Regions from separate parts of the Sus scrofa genome. Here all the other regions are linked to region 2. A link is a contact called in public Hi-C and HiChIP or PLAC-seq data. All regions are on one chromosome and are shown on one strand. The core of a region is the stretch at or near the end of the contact, and the rest is flanking DNA. Distances in the headings are between cores, read along the strand shown. Region 1 holds the start of JAK2 (Janus kinase 2). Region 2 has its middle 67 kb from the start of JAK2. Region 3 overlaps RCL1 (RNA 3'-terminal phosphate cyclase-like protein).

The links. A called contact is a pair of places that touch in the nucleus more often than the background predicts. HiChIP or PLAC-seq counts read pairs in DNA pulled down with a chosen protein or histone mark.
Region 1: an H3K27ac HiChIP or PLAC-seq map of alveolar macrophages shows a contact between it and region 2. The contact joins the promoter of JAK2 here to the enhancer-like site in region 2. A contact is called at or near these places in 1 of 5 promoter capture datasets (liver), 6 of 47 Hi-C or Micro-C datasets (blood, fibroblasts, heart right ventricle and 1 more) and 1 of 2 datasets of contacts at active chromatin or transcription factors (alveolar macrophages).
Region 3: a Hi-C map of fetal liver shows a contact between it and region 2, with 1.6 times the contacts expected there. The contact joins two enhancer-like sites. A contact is called at or near these places in 2 of 47 Hi-C or Micro-C datasets (embryonic fibroblasts and fetal liver) and 2 of 2 datasets of contacts at active chromatin or transcription factors (alveolar macrophages and skeletal muscle).

Annotation. Positions count from the first base shown.
Region 1 is chr1:216,999,554-217,003,133 of Sscrofa11.1, reverse strand. JAK2 (Janus kinase 2) reads left to right here and starts at 1,306. Exons shown (of 25, transcript NM_214113.1): 1 at 1,306-1,517; 2 at 1,905-1,983.
Region 2 is chr1:217,066,514-217,070,546 of Sscrofa11.1, reverse strand. No RefSeq gene overlaps it. Among named protein-coding and RNA genes, the nearest start is that of JAK2, 67 kb to the right of the region's middle. Within about 2 kb of position 2,101, at least 8 of the 83 cell types and tissues checked have an H3K27ac peak or open chromatin away from gene starts, as enhancers often do. A contact at or near this core is called in alveolar macrophages, fetal liver and skeletal muscle, where this site is marked.
Region 3 is chr1:217,165,989-217,170,004 of Sscrofa11.1, reverse strand. The region is part of intron 5 of RCL1 (RNA 3'-terminal phosphate cyclase-like protein); the gene reads left to right. Among named protein-coding and RNA genes, the nearest start is that of MIR101-1, 15 kb to the right of the region's middle. Within about 2 kb of position 2,439, at least 4 of the 83 cell types and tissues checked have an H3K27ac peak or open chromatin away from gene starts, as enhancers often do. A contact at or near this core is called in fetal liver, where this site is marked.

The DNA of each region.
Region 1 (3,580 bases), core at 57-2,556, 67 kb after region 2:
TTGCCTTTGCTAGTGTTTCTGCATGAAACTCTTTAGCCAGATAGGCACAGGACTGGCCTATTCTCATCATTCAGATCTCTGCTCAAATGTTACTCTGGGAGGTCCTTCCTGGTCACCCTAACTAAAATAGCACACCGCCTCCTCACTTCCTGCTCCTTTATTTTGTGTTATTTTTCTACTGGCAGTTATACTCTTGCACATTATACGTTTAAGGTATTTTTGTCGCTTTATCAGAATACAGGCTTCAGTAGGGCAAGAAGTACGTGGGTTGTGTTCACATAACATCCTTGGGGTCCTACAGCTTGGCACACAGTAGGTGCTCTGTAAATATTTGTTGAATGAATGGATGACGCCCTTTGGGACAGTGTAAGTTGTTTCTCCTCATTTGGCGGCCTTGTTGCCAATCCGCAGGCATCCAGGCACCGCTTCCCACCCTCACCCCGTTCCAGCAGATGTGACTGATTGGAATCAGGCGCTCGGAACTGCACAAGCACGAAACGGTGCGTGTGAACGCGTTGTCCAACCCAGGGCCCTACTTATCTCCGCCCAGCGGCCCGGACTGGGGGACAGGTTTGAGCACCCCAAAACGTGGAAGCAAAAGCAGAAAAAAGACAACAGTGGCGGGAGGGGAAAGTCTCTGTGTGGTGCCAGGTTGTGCGCAGGGGGCGCCTTCCCGGCTGGGCTGACTCATTCCCAGCCGCCTCCACGGCGGGCGGCGGCCACGTTCACGCCCATCTGCTGAGGGCCGGGCCCAGCGTCAGCTGAGCTCTGGCGTGCCCCAGGGTCCTGCTAGCTCTCCCCAGCTCAGGTTCCCCGCCCGCTCACGCTCTGGGGCAGCTGCGGGAATCTCCGTGCACACCCGCGGGGTTCCTGTGAAGCCAGGGCCCTGGGTAGCCAATCCCCCTCGCCCCGTGACGCGTGCGGTGAGAAGCCCCGCCTGGGTGGAGCTGCGCACGCGCAGTCGCGGAGCGCGCGCCAGGCCCCCGCCCCCGCCCTGCTGCGCCGCGGCCTCAGTCAGCCTGGATCAGGGAGCCGGACTGGAGGCCTCCTGGGAGCTTGAGTCGCACGTAAATAGGGCTTTCTAGCCAGAGTCGCCTGCGGCGCTGCGAAGAAGGTGTAGCCAGGGAGAGGGTGGAGCCAACGACTGTGACGGGCTTCCCGACTGCCCGAAGTGGGAGTGGTGGGGTTGCAGGAAGGAGAAAGGAAGAGAAGCAGAAGAGGGCAGCAGCGGCTGCCACTAACGGCCTCCCTGGGCGCTGACAGGCTGGGTCGGCGCCCAGTTCGCTGGGCAGTTCGTGCCGCCGCCTCGGCCGCTCGGCCCCTGGGCCCGGACTTGTGGCGCGGGGCGAGGCGGAGGGCTGCTGTCGCCGCGCAGGCAGAGGCCGGGTCCTCGCGGCCGAGGCATGTGAGTAGGAGCCGAACCCACACCGGAGAGCCCCGGAGGGCCCAGCCTTCGGACGCTCGGACCCTTGCTCCCTCCGGGGTCTTCGCGGACCGTGGCTGGCCGGAAGCGTCGGGTAGGAGCAGTGTCTGTGAGCTTGGGGGGGCGCGTCCTCGTCGCCTGATCCGTGTGGCGGGTGAATGTTATTGCTGCCCGGACTCCGGGTGGTGGGCAGCACTTGTTCTCTGCATCCTCCCTCCCACCTCTAATCCCTGCTTTTCTCCTGCTAGTGGCTGTAAACTTCTCGGCAAGAAAATCCTCCTCTTTAAAAGGAAACCTACAACGGAGTGTCTTGGTGTTGATGTTGCATCCTGTGCCTGTTAGTCCATCTCCCACTTTACTTAGCCATCTTTAAAATTTTGTAGACACCTAGACAGCCTAGAAAAGAGCATCTCTTTTCCTTGGATTTCTGCAGTGGTAACTGCCCTGTTTTTATTTTATTTTATTTTATTTATTTATTTAGGTTTCGGAAGCAGGCAAGGGAAGATGTGATCTGTTTCTCTTCTGCAGAAAAAGAGGCCCTTCCTCCCCTTCCCGCGAAGGTGAGTGTGCGATCCTGGCTGCTCTTTTTCGCTGTAAAGACTAGGGTGTCTCGAGCGTGCGTAGGAAGGTTGGAAGCTGTGTCGACAAGCAGGGCTCATTGTTGCTTACTCCTTTGAAAACGACAGTGCTGAACTTTGAATGTTGGTTTGGGAGGGTGATTTGGGGGTTTGTTGTTGCTCTTGGATCCTTTAAGAAACATTCATTGTTTCTCTGCTGATTGTACATTGTTTTTCTTTGTAGAGAAATCGTTGTCAGTTACCCTTTCTCAAGCAGCCAGAGATTCTTAATCTTTCAAGGAGGAACGTTTTCAAGTAGCAAGAAATACCTATTGAGAGGACACCTTAGCTGCTTTTGCTGGGGTTTCTGCTACTACATTGAATGCTTCCTGGATGGTTTTATCTTCCCAAGTTAGCTGTGTCGGTTGAATTTACCCATTTTGCTTTCCGGTGGTTAATAATCTGTCAGGAGAAACTCCTTTTTTTTTTTGAATGAAAGGATAGAGGCAGCTGAGTATGTCATAGAGGGGAGGAGAAATGTGGGGAAGGACACTAGAAGTGGAATTAAGAGTGATGACGATGGCTTTTGGTTTCGTAATAGGTTTGTTCGAGTGAGTTGTTGGGCTGCTGCAAATATTCTAGTACAACACCCAACAGATATGAAGATGAATAATCAACCTTTGGCCTCTGTTTCCCTACTCCCTTAACCTTTTACCACTTTAGGTGTGAGAATCACTTGCTTGTATGTGCACATATCTGTCAGTGTGTGATATGTTTACAAACTAGATAGGTCCAACGGTACATGTATTTACCTGTACAGGAAAACCACAGTAGTTGCTGACTACATAAGCATAATGCTTGTTTTTGCTCAGAGAATCTTGTGTTTGGAGTATGTAGCATGTTTTAGTAAACTGTTAAGGGATAGCTTGTTTCATTTATTAATTTTTTTCCCCTAATGGTTTGGGACAGGTGTTTCAGGTATAGGAAGGGAACATGATTTTTTTTTTCACCTGACTGTTGATGAAAGGGGACATGCTTTTGAGGCAGAATAGGGAAGGATATTAGCTTTGGGGTGAGATCTGGGTTTGAATTCTAGTGTTCCTGCTATGTAATAGTGGGTATTATTTAAAATCTCTTTGAGCCTCACTTTCTTATAAAATTTTTGTGAGGCTTGAATAAGATTACACATGCAAAGTAGTACATTGCTTGAATGCTGTGAAAGTAATGGCTACTCTCATGGTTGGACGGGCAAATTGTGTTCAGAGAAGGGCAGGATGACTCTGCATAAGGTGATCTGCCGGTGCCCAGTATTTCTTCCTCTTTAGTATGAGAAAAAGGACCTTTATGTCTTGAACTGGTTAGGGGGCTTAGAGCCTTTTTCTGGAAAGGTTTGACCCTTTGCATCTCTTCCCTCCCCATTGCAACTCCCCCTCCTACTCTTCCCCTTCATTCCTATTCCTCTACCAACTATTGTGCTGCCCTCTTGTGGTTAACTACACTAATAAGAACTTTCTTTTGCTCCTCTCTCATTACTTTTTTCACTTCCCTTTGCTCCTAGTTTCCCAGACTGTGGCCCTAGAACGCCATTGAACTCAGGCTT
Region 2 (4,033 bases), core at 852-3,351:
TCTTTATATCTTCTTTGGAGAAGTGTCTATTGAGGTCTTTTGCCCGTTTTTCCATGGGGTTGTTGGCTTTTTTGCTGTTGAGTTGTATAAGTTTTTTTTGTATTCTAGAGATTAAGCCCTTGTCAGTTGCATCATTTGACACTATTTTCTCCCATTCTGTAAGTTGTTTTTTTGTTTTTCTCATGGTTTCCTTTGCTGTGGAAAATCTTGTCAGTTTGATTAGGTCCCATGGGTTTATTTTTGCTCTAATTTCTATTGCTTTGGGAGACTGATCTGAGAAAACATTTGTAAGGCTGTTATCAGAGTATGTTTTGCCTATGTTCTCTTCTAGGAGTTTGGTGGTGTCTTGTCTTACACATTTAAGTGTTTAAGCCATTTTGAGTTTATTTTTGTGCATGGTGTGAGGGGTGTGTTCCAGTTTCCTTGATTTACATGCAGCTGTCCAGTTTTCACAGCACCACTTAGTGAAAAAACTGTCTTTTTCCCACTTTATATTCTTGCCTCCTTTTTCGATGATTAATTGACCGTAGGTGTCTGGGTTTATTTCTGGGTTCTCTATTCTGTTCCACTGATCTGTACATCTGTTTGGTACCAGTACCACTCTGTCCTGATGACCGTGGCTTTGTAATATTGCCTGAAGTCTGGGAGAGTCATACCTGCTTATTGGTTTTTGTTCCTCAGGATTGCTTTGGCAATTCTGGGTCTTTTGTGGTTCCATAGACATTTTTGGATTGTTTGTTCTAGTGCTGTGAAAAATGTCATGGGTAATTGGATAGGGATTGCACTGAATCTGTAGATTGCTTTGGGTGGTATGGCCTTTTTACAATATTCATTTTTCCAACCCAAGAGCATGGACTATCTTTCCATTTCTTTGCATCCTCTTTTAATTTGTTTCATTAATGTTTTATAGTTCTTGGCATATAAATCTTTAACCTCCTTGGTCAGGTGTATTCCCAGGTATTTGGTTTTTTGGCGGTGCAATTTTAAAAGTATCATGTTTTTGTACTCCTTTTCTAATACTTCCTTAACCCACTGAGCAAGGCCAGGGATCAAACCCACAACCTCATGGTTCCTAGTTGGATTCATTAACCACTGAGCCAAGACAGGAACTCTGAACTGAATATATCTTGAGCCTGGAAAATAATGATATTTCAAAGACCATAATGCTCATTAAGAATTCAGGACTTTTAAAGTCAGTTGTATTTCGATGAAATTAAAATAAATAAATAAAAAGTTATTTGTATGTATCACCTTGAAAAAAAAAAGAATTTAGGACTTTAAGGTGAATGATATGTATCTACCATTATGGTGTCATACAAAGTTGTTTCACTGCCCTAATTATTTTCTGTGCTCCACCTATTCATCTTTCCCTCCCACCTCCTCCCAGTAACCACTGACCCTTCTACTGTCTCAATAGTTTTGCCTTATCTAGAATGTCTTGTAGTTGGAGTCACATAGTATGTAAGGTTCTCAGATTGGCTTCTTTCACATTTTAATATGCATTAGTTTCCTCTGCCTATGTGTTATTTAAAACTGGGAAAATATATGAAATATATATATACATATATTTTAAAGGACACTCTTTAGGTGGCTGTTTTTCTCTCTGTAAGGTGGCTACTGGTCTGGTTTTGCCGAAAACAAGGTGTCAAGCTAGAACTATTTGAACCATCAGGCCAAGCCCCCTCTGAAGGAGTTTGCAAAGTTGTTGTCAGAAAAAAGCAAGCCAGAGGGAAAATCAAGCCTGCTGGTAAATGAGATGGGTGTGCAATCAAAGCTAATTTGAGAAGATCTATTTTTAGAAGAGTTTATCATGCTCAAGAAGACTGGGTGAATGGCAGTGCTTTACTGAGAATAATTGCAGAGCCTGCATGACAAGAGCCTAGAGGAAGACCTATGGAGATTTTAGATCCTCCAGAAAACCAGATGGTATACCCTTGGAGGAATACATTGCAGCAATGTTAAATTGTGATACATGGTGGCAGCTACAACATGATATTTTAGGCTCTCTTACAAGGTCACAGATAGGGAGAAGTTGTGCCTGCCTTTGTCACATGCTCCTCTTCAAGGGCAGTTGGGTTAGGCTAGGCAGAAGAGGAAGAAGTCTAGGTGTTTTCCAGTACCCCCTCCAGTCCCTTCCAGGAAACTGAAAGTGACCTCAGCTCTCCATGTAGCTGGAAACTTTTTTAGTTTCTGAAACTCATTTCCAGTTCTTTGGCCCACATCTCTGACAACTTGGCCTATTGACTCCCTGGATCTCTTGTGTTATCTTTTCTCTCCTCGGGTCCTTCTTCAGCCCTCAGTCCTGTCTTCCTCCCTATTCTCCCCTTGTCCCACACACAAGGGTTGTGCAGAGGAGCTGCTGGCTTGTGCTTTTATCTTATCACTCCCTCACAGGAGCTCAGAAGAAGGAACTATCAGTCGATCTTTAGAGGTGCCCTCTGCTGGTTGGCAATGCAGCATCAAAATTAATGTCTGAAAATAGAGTTTCTTCATTTGTTTAATATAAATTAGCGGTGGAAACACTAGTGGGTAGAATAGACTGCAGAAGAAAATGTTGTTATAAATTGTAAAAGCTTCTAAGTGCCATTGATTTGTGTTTGGTTTACTGTGGCATGCAATGGAGCAGTGGTTCTCAACCAACAGGTGATTTTGACCTCAAGGAGGTATCTTTGGTGATGTCTGGAAACATTTTCATTCTCACAGCTTGGGGTGGGAGCGTGCTACTGGAATGGGATGGGTAGCAAAAGATGCCATTTAGCATCCTACAGTACACAGGAGAGACCTCACGCATACCACTAAAGTGGACCTAACTTAGGTATATCTGAGAAAGCTGAAATTAGACTAATAGGGTTTGGGGATTTGAAGCAATTTTTAAAGATTAGTCGAGTCATTCTCAACCTTGAATGTCCACCTAGCAAAGCTTTAAAATACTGACACTTGAATCACAATTTCTGGTTTCAGTATGGCCTGGGCATAAGGATTTTTAAATCTCCCCAGCTTTTTTTTTAATATTCAGCCAAAATTGAGAACCATCGATGTAGTCCAAACTCTTTTTTTGGTCTTTTTAGGGCGGCACCCATGGCATATGGAGGTTCCCAGGCTAGGGGTCTAATCGGAGCTGTAGGTGCCAGCCACAGCCACAGCAATGCCAGATCCAAACCACATCTGCAACCTACACCACAGCTCATGGCAACGCTGAATCCTTAATCCACTGATCGAGGCCAGGGATCAAACCCACAACCTCATGGTTGCTAGTTGGATTCTCTTCCACTGCACCATGATGGGAACTCCCAAACTCTCATTTTTTTGAATGAGGCATCAGGCCCTGAGAGATAAGATCTCAGTGTACAAAGTGGACCAACTAGACTCATACAGTGTCTTGAGGAAAAGAAGATAACGTGACATTACTTTGACTACACACCACATTTGAAAAGCAAAAATTGTAAAAATATCTTATCACTTTTTTTTAAAACTCTAAATCCTTTTTATGATCTGTTCTTTCTTTAAGAGGTACGTTCAATAATTTTTTCTAAAAGTGACACACTTCTCTTGTTTTTAAACTCAAGTTCAGGAAAATGCAAATTAAAACCACGAGATTCTACTCTGCACTTATTAGTGTAGCTGAAAATTAAACACACACACACACAAATAACTAACAATACCACATGATGGTGAGAAAGCAGAACAAATAGAAATCTTATACATTGCTGATGGGGAATGCAGATTAGTACAGACACTTTGGAAAACAGTTTGGCAATTTCTTATAAAATTAAACACATACCTACCATGTGAACTGGCATTCCCACTCTTAAGTATTTATTTAAGGGAAGCAAAAACTTACATTCACACAAAACCCTGTATGCAAATATTTATAGTGTTTTAATTCATGATCCCAAAACAGTAGCAACACAAATGTCCTTGAGCTGGTGAATGGATTAACAAATCGTGGAACATCCATATAGTGAACTACTACTCAGCACTGAAAGTACCACAAATGCAGCATTGTGGTTGAATGTCAAATGGATTGTGCTAA
Region 3 (4,016 bases), core at 1,190-3,689, 99 kb before region 2:
CCATTATTGAAAGTGAGGTAGTGAGGTCTCCTATTATTGTATTACTACTGTCTGTTTCTCCATTCAGATCTGTGCATGTTTGTTTTTTATACTTAGGTGCTCTCATGTTGAGTGCCTATATTTATAATTGTTATAACTTCTGGTTCAGTTGACCCTTTTATTGTTATGTAATGATCGTTGTGACTTCAAAGTCTTTTTTTACTTAAAGCAAAAAAAAAAATACTTTTGCTTGATTTAAGTATATTCACCTCTTTGTATGGACTTTCTTTTTCCATGCCTTCACTTTTAGCCTGTTTATGTCCTTTTATCAAAGTGAGTCTTGTGGACAGCAGTAGCTGAATCTTGTTTTTACCCATTCAGCTACTCTTTCTTTTTTGATTGTGGAATTTAATATATTTGTAGCTTATATGCTTTATTCTTAAGCCTCAGAGTGACTCTGAGTTCACTTACATCCTCTTCTCCAGAAGAAGAAACTGAGATTTCAAATGCTTAAGGAATTTGTTCCCATGTCACATTGCTAATAATGGGATTTCAACCCTGTCTCTGTGGTCCAGGCTTTTAACCTCTGTTTTTTCCTATGGAAAGGAGAGGACATTTGGACTAAGTCTCAATGATTAGAGAATTGTAAGATGACACAAAGAAGGAGGAGTGTTTCAGGCAGAAATGTGGTCCTGTGTGGAGGGAGCAGTGCACGGTGGTTCTGGGGAGTGACAGGAAATGTGTGTGGCCTGAATGCAAGTCAGTCAAGGGTGTTTGGTAATAGAAGATAGGGCAGGAACCTATGAAGATTGGAGGCTGTGCTGAGGGGTTGGCATTCATTCTAAGTCAGTCATTTTCTTCTGGAGAGAGAATTTGCTCATTAAGTGGATAACTCTGGTGATACCTAAAGAACTTTTAGCCATTTGGGGCTCATTGTAGAAGTTTTTTTAGGTAGAAGTTTAAAAAAAAAAATGCTTCAGGAGTTCCCTTTGTGGCTCAGTGGAAACGAAACTGACTAGTATCCATGAGGACACAGGTTCAATTCCTGGCCTCGCTCAGTGGGTTAAGGATCTGGTGTTGCTGTGAGCTGTGGTGTAGGTCACAGACTTGGCTCTGATCTGGTGTTGCTATGGCTGTGGCCAGTGGCTACAGCTCCCATTCAACTCCTAGCCTGGGAACCACCGTATGCCTTGGGTGCAGCCCTAAAAAGACAAAAGACAAAAAAACAAAACAAACAAACAAAAAAAATTTATCACCTAGTGGTGATCATTTAGAGACAAAGATAATAGGGAATTATTGTGCCCTAAAGAGAGCCCATGTGGATAGTGACTGGGAGACGGGGGAGGGTTGCTTGCTGGTTTATAGAAGTCCTAGGGGCAGGAAGGCAGGATGACTTGGATGGCTTTGATGTTCCTTACTTATGCTCCTGTTCACATAGTAGCTACAGATGCTTAGGGTGGGTGTAATAGGATAGGTGGTGGTGAAGATAAGCACAGTTTTATTCATGTTGGGTTTAATGGTTGCAGGGGAAAAGGTTGCTAAGTCTAGAAAAGACTTATTAGAAATTAGGAATGAGAACTGTAACTTAGGGGTAAGGGGAGCTAGAAATAAATGGTTTAGACTCAGCTACCATGTAGAAGGCAGAGGGAGGCAGGAGGGTGGAACTCTGAGAGGGCACTAAGACTTGAAAGCAAAAGCGAAGTAAATTCTTCCAGGAAGGAAGTCTGTGGAAAAATGAGAGAGGTGAGAGGAGAATACAGAAAACCCAGCTTCTTGGAAGCCCTGGTCAGTGCCTTACAGGGCCCAGAGGAGTAAGCATTAGGATGGGGGCCAAGCTGAGGGGCTTACAATAGGCTGCTACCTGATAGCCCGGGAGCTCTTTCCAGAGTGGTAGAGACAGAGGTTATCCACCAGTACTGCATTGTAGAGTGACCGAGGGAGATGGTGAGGAGCCAAGGCCACTCTTTGAAGAATCTTGCCAGGAAAGTGAATAGAATGGAAGGGAAAGTGTTAACTTGAGGAGGAGAACTGAGACAATTCCCACCGTTTTTACTAGAAAGATTGTTAATGATTTGAGTGTTTTTATAGGTTGAGTAAAGTAGGTTTACATGTGAGGGAGACTGATAAAGTAACAAAGTGAGTAAAGCACTAGTGATGGAGTCACACAGATGTGGGTTCTAACTCTGGCTTTGCTAGTTACTGGTGGTAGGATTTTGGTCCCAAGCCGTGGTTGATGCATTTATCGTTGGACCCATTTATAATTGTGGAATTGTAATGAAGGTTACGTGACATAATAGATATGTCGTGTGTTTGGTATTTGGTAGATTGTGGCTACTGTTTTATTTTTGTAATTTGAGAGGGAGAAGATTGAAAACTGCAGACCTGTGGTAAAGAGGGCTCTAGATGGAGCTGTCTGACGATGGTTGGAAGGAGGTTGAAGGAGTTTTCAGTTTTTACCGAGTCAGGTTGGGTTCCATGATAAGGGGATCAGCAGGGGTTTGATAAGGGAATGTGCCAAGGATGGTAAAAATGTGCTATCACAGTGACATAGGGGGCCACTATGGCACTGGGCGGGAGTTTTGCCCACTGGGGCATAGTAACTGAAGATAAGAAAAAGGCTGTGGGACAGCAGTAAGGGCTCAGCTGAAGCTGAAATGTGGTGTCAGCTGTGTGGCCATGCAGCTGCATCAAGCAGCAGTTGGCAGTCTAGAAGGAGGAGTAGAGAAGGCAGGAGGGCCATTTTCATCCAGGGATGAAGGATGAGTGAGTCCGGCTGAAGGATGAGCTAGAGGGAGTATTGGTGAGGGTGTCATTGAAGTGATGGTTGGTGTGCTCCTTACTGAATAAGGGCAGCAGGATCTCACCAGCCTGGGAAAAGCACGTGGTCAAGGGGGTGGTCACACAGAGTTCGATAGAGATAGGCAGGTGTGCTGTGTAGAACAAGAAATTGTGTTGAGGAAATTGTGTTGGGGGTTTCAGATATTAAAAGTGGTAGAATTCTAGGTGCCAGCAAGATCTGGCTAAGGGCAAGTGTTGGTGTCGGGGCCAGGGGCTGGGGAGGAGGCAGCTGCCTAGGGTCAAACCATAGCTTTTGTTGGAGGAATGTCACAGAGTAGGGTAAACCACAGAGTATGCTTCTTGGGGTAATAGGGGGCTTAAAGTCAAGTTTTGTATTTATCAGGAGGTTTTGGGGTGGTCCTACTTGGAGGAAAAGATGTATGGAATGGACTCACTTTTCTGAGGCTCAGATGTTAGAATGAACAGTGTGTAGTGAGGACAGAGTAGGGTGGGTTGCATCGCTGCAGTGCAGAGAGAGCCATTGTCGAGATAAAAGATGAAACTTGAGGTGCTGCCCAAGTTCTTTGTAGGGATCATCAAGGACGGAAGAATTTATAACAAAACTTCTCTGGATTGTGGTCTGTTCTTTACATGGCTGTCCCTGGGCCCACCTGTGTGCCTATAAGGAGAAAATGGGTAGGTGGGGGAGAAATGGTTCCTGACCTGGGGGGCCCCAGGTTGATGAATAGTTACATTGACATCCCGAGGTGATGTTCAACTCATGATTCTCCAATTCTGAGGAGGTAGCAACAGATTATAGAGAAATGGAAATGTGAATTGAGTAGAGGGGTTTTGGGTTTTTTTTTTAAACTAAATATGCCTGTTCTGCCTGACCCATGTCAGTTATTTATAGCTCCACCTCATTCTCCTTAACCCTGTATTCACTGCATGAAGCATTCCAAATTAAGCTCTGTTGATGGCCATTAAGATGTCTTCTGTTTTTCACTGTTGCCAAAAATGCTGTGGTTAATGGCTTTGTACATGAAGTCCTACACACTCTTAGGACTATTTCAGTTTGTTTTTTCTCATTTGAGATTTGTTTCCTCAGTGCTGTGCATGGCAGTAAACTCTGCTTGGAATCCATTCTGTGTAGTTTGGAAATGCGATTTCTAGTGTGTGATGTATTTGTTTTGACAGAGTCCTGTGGTAGCAGCATGGGTTTTATGAAGGCTGTTGCACTGGGTTCCTGTCTCTGCTCA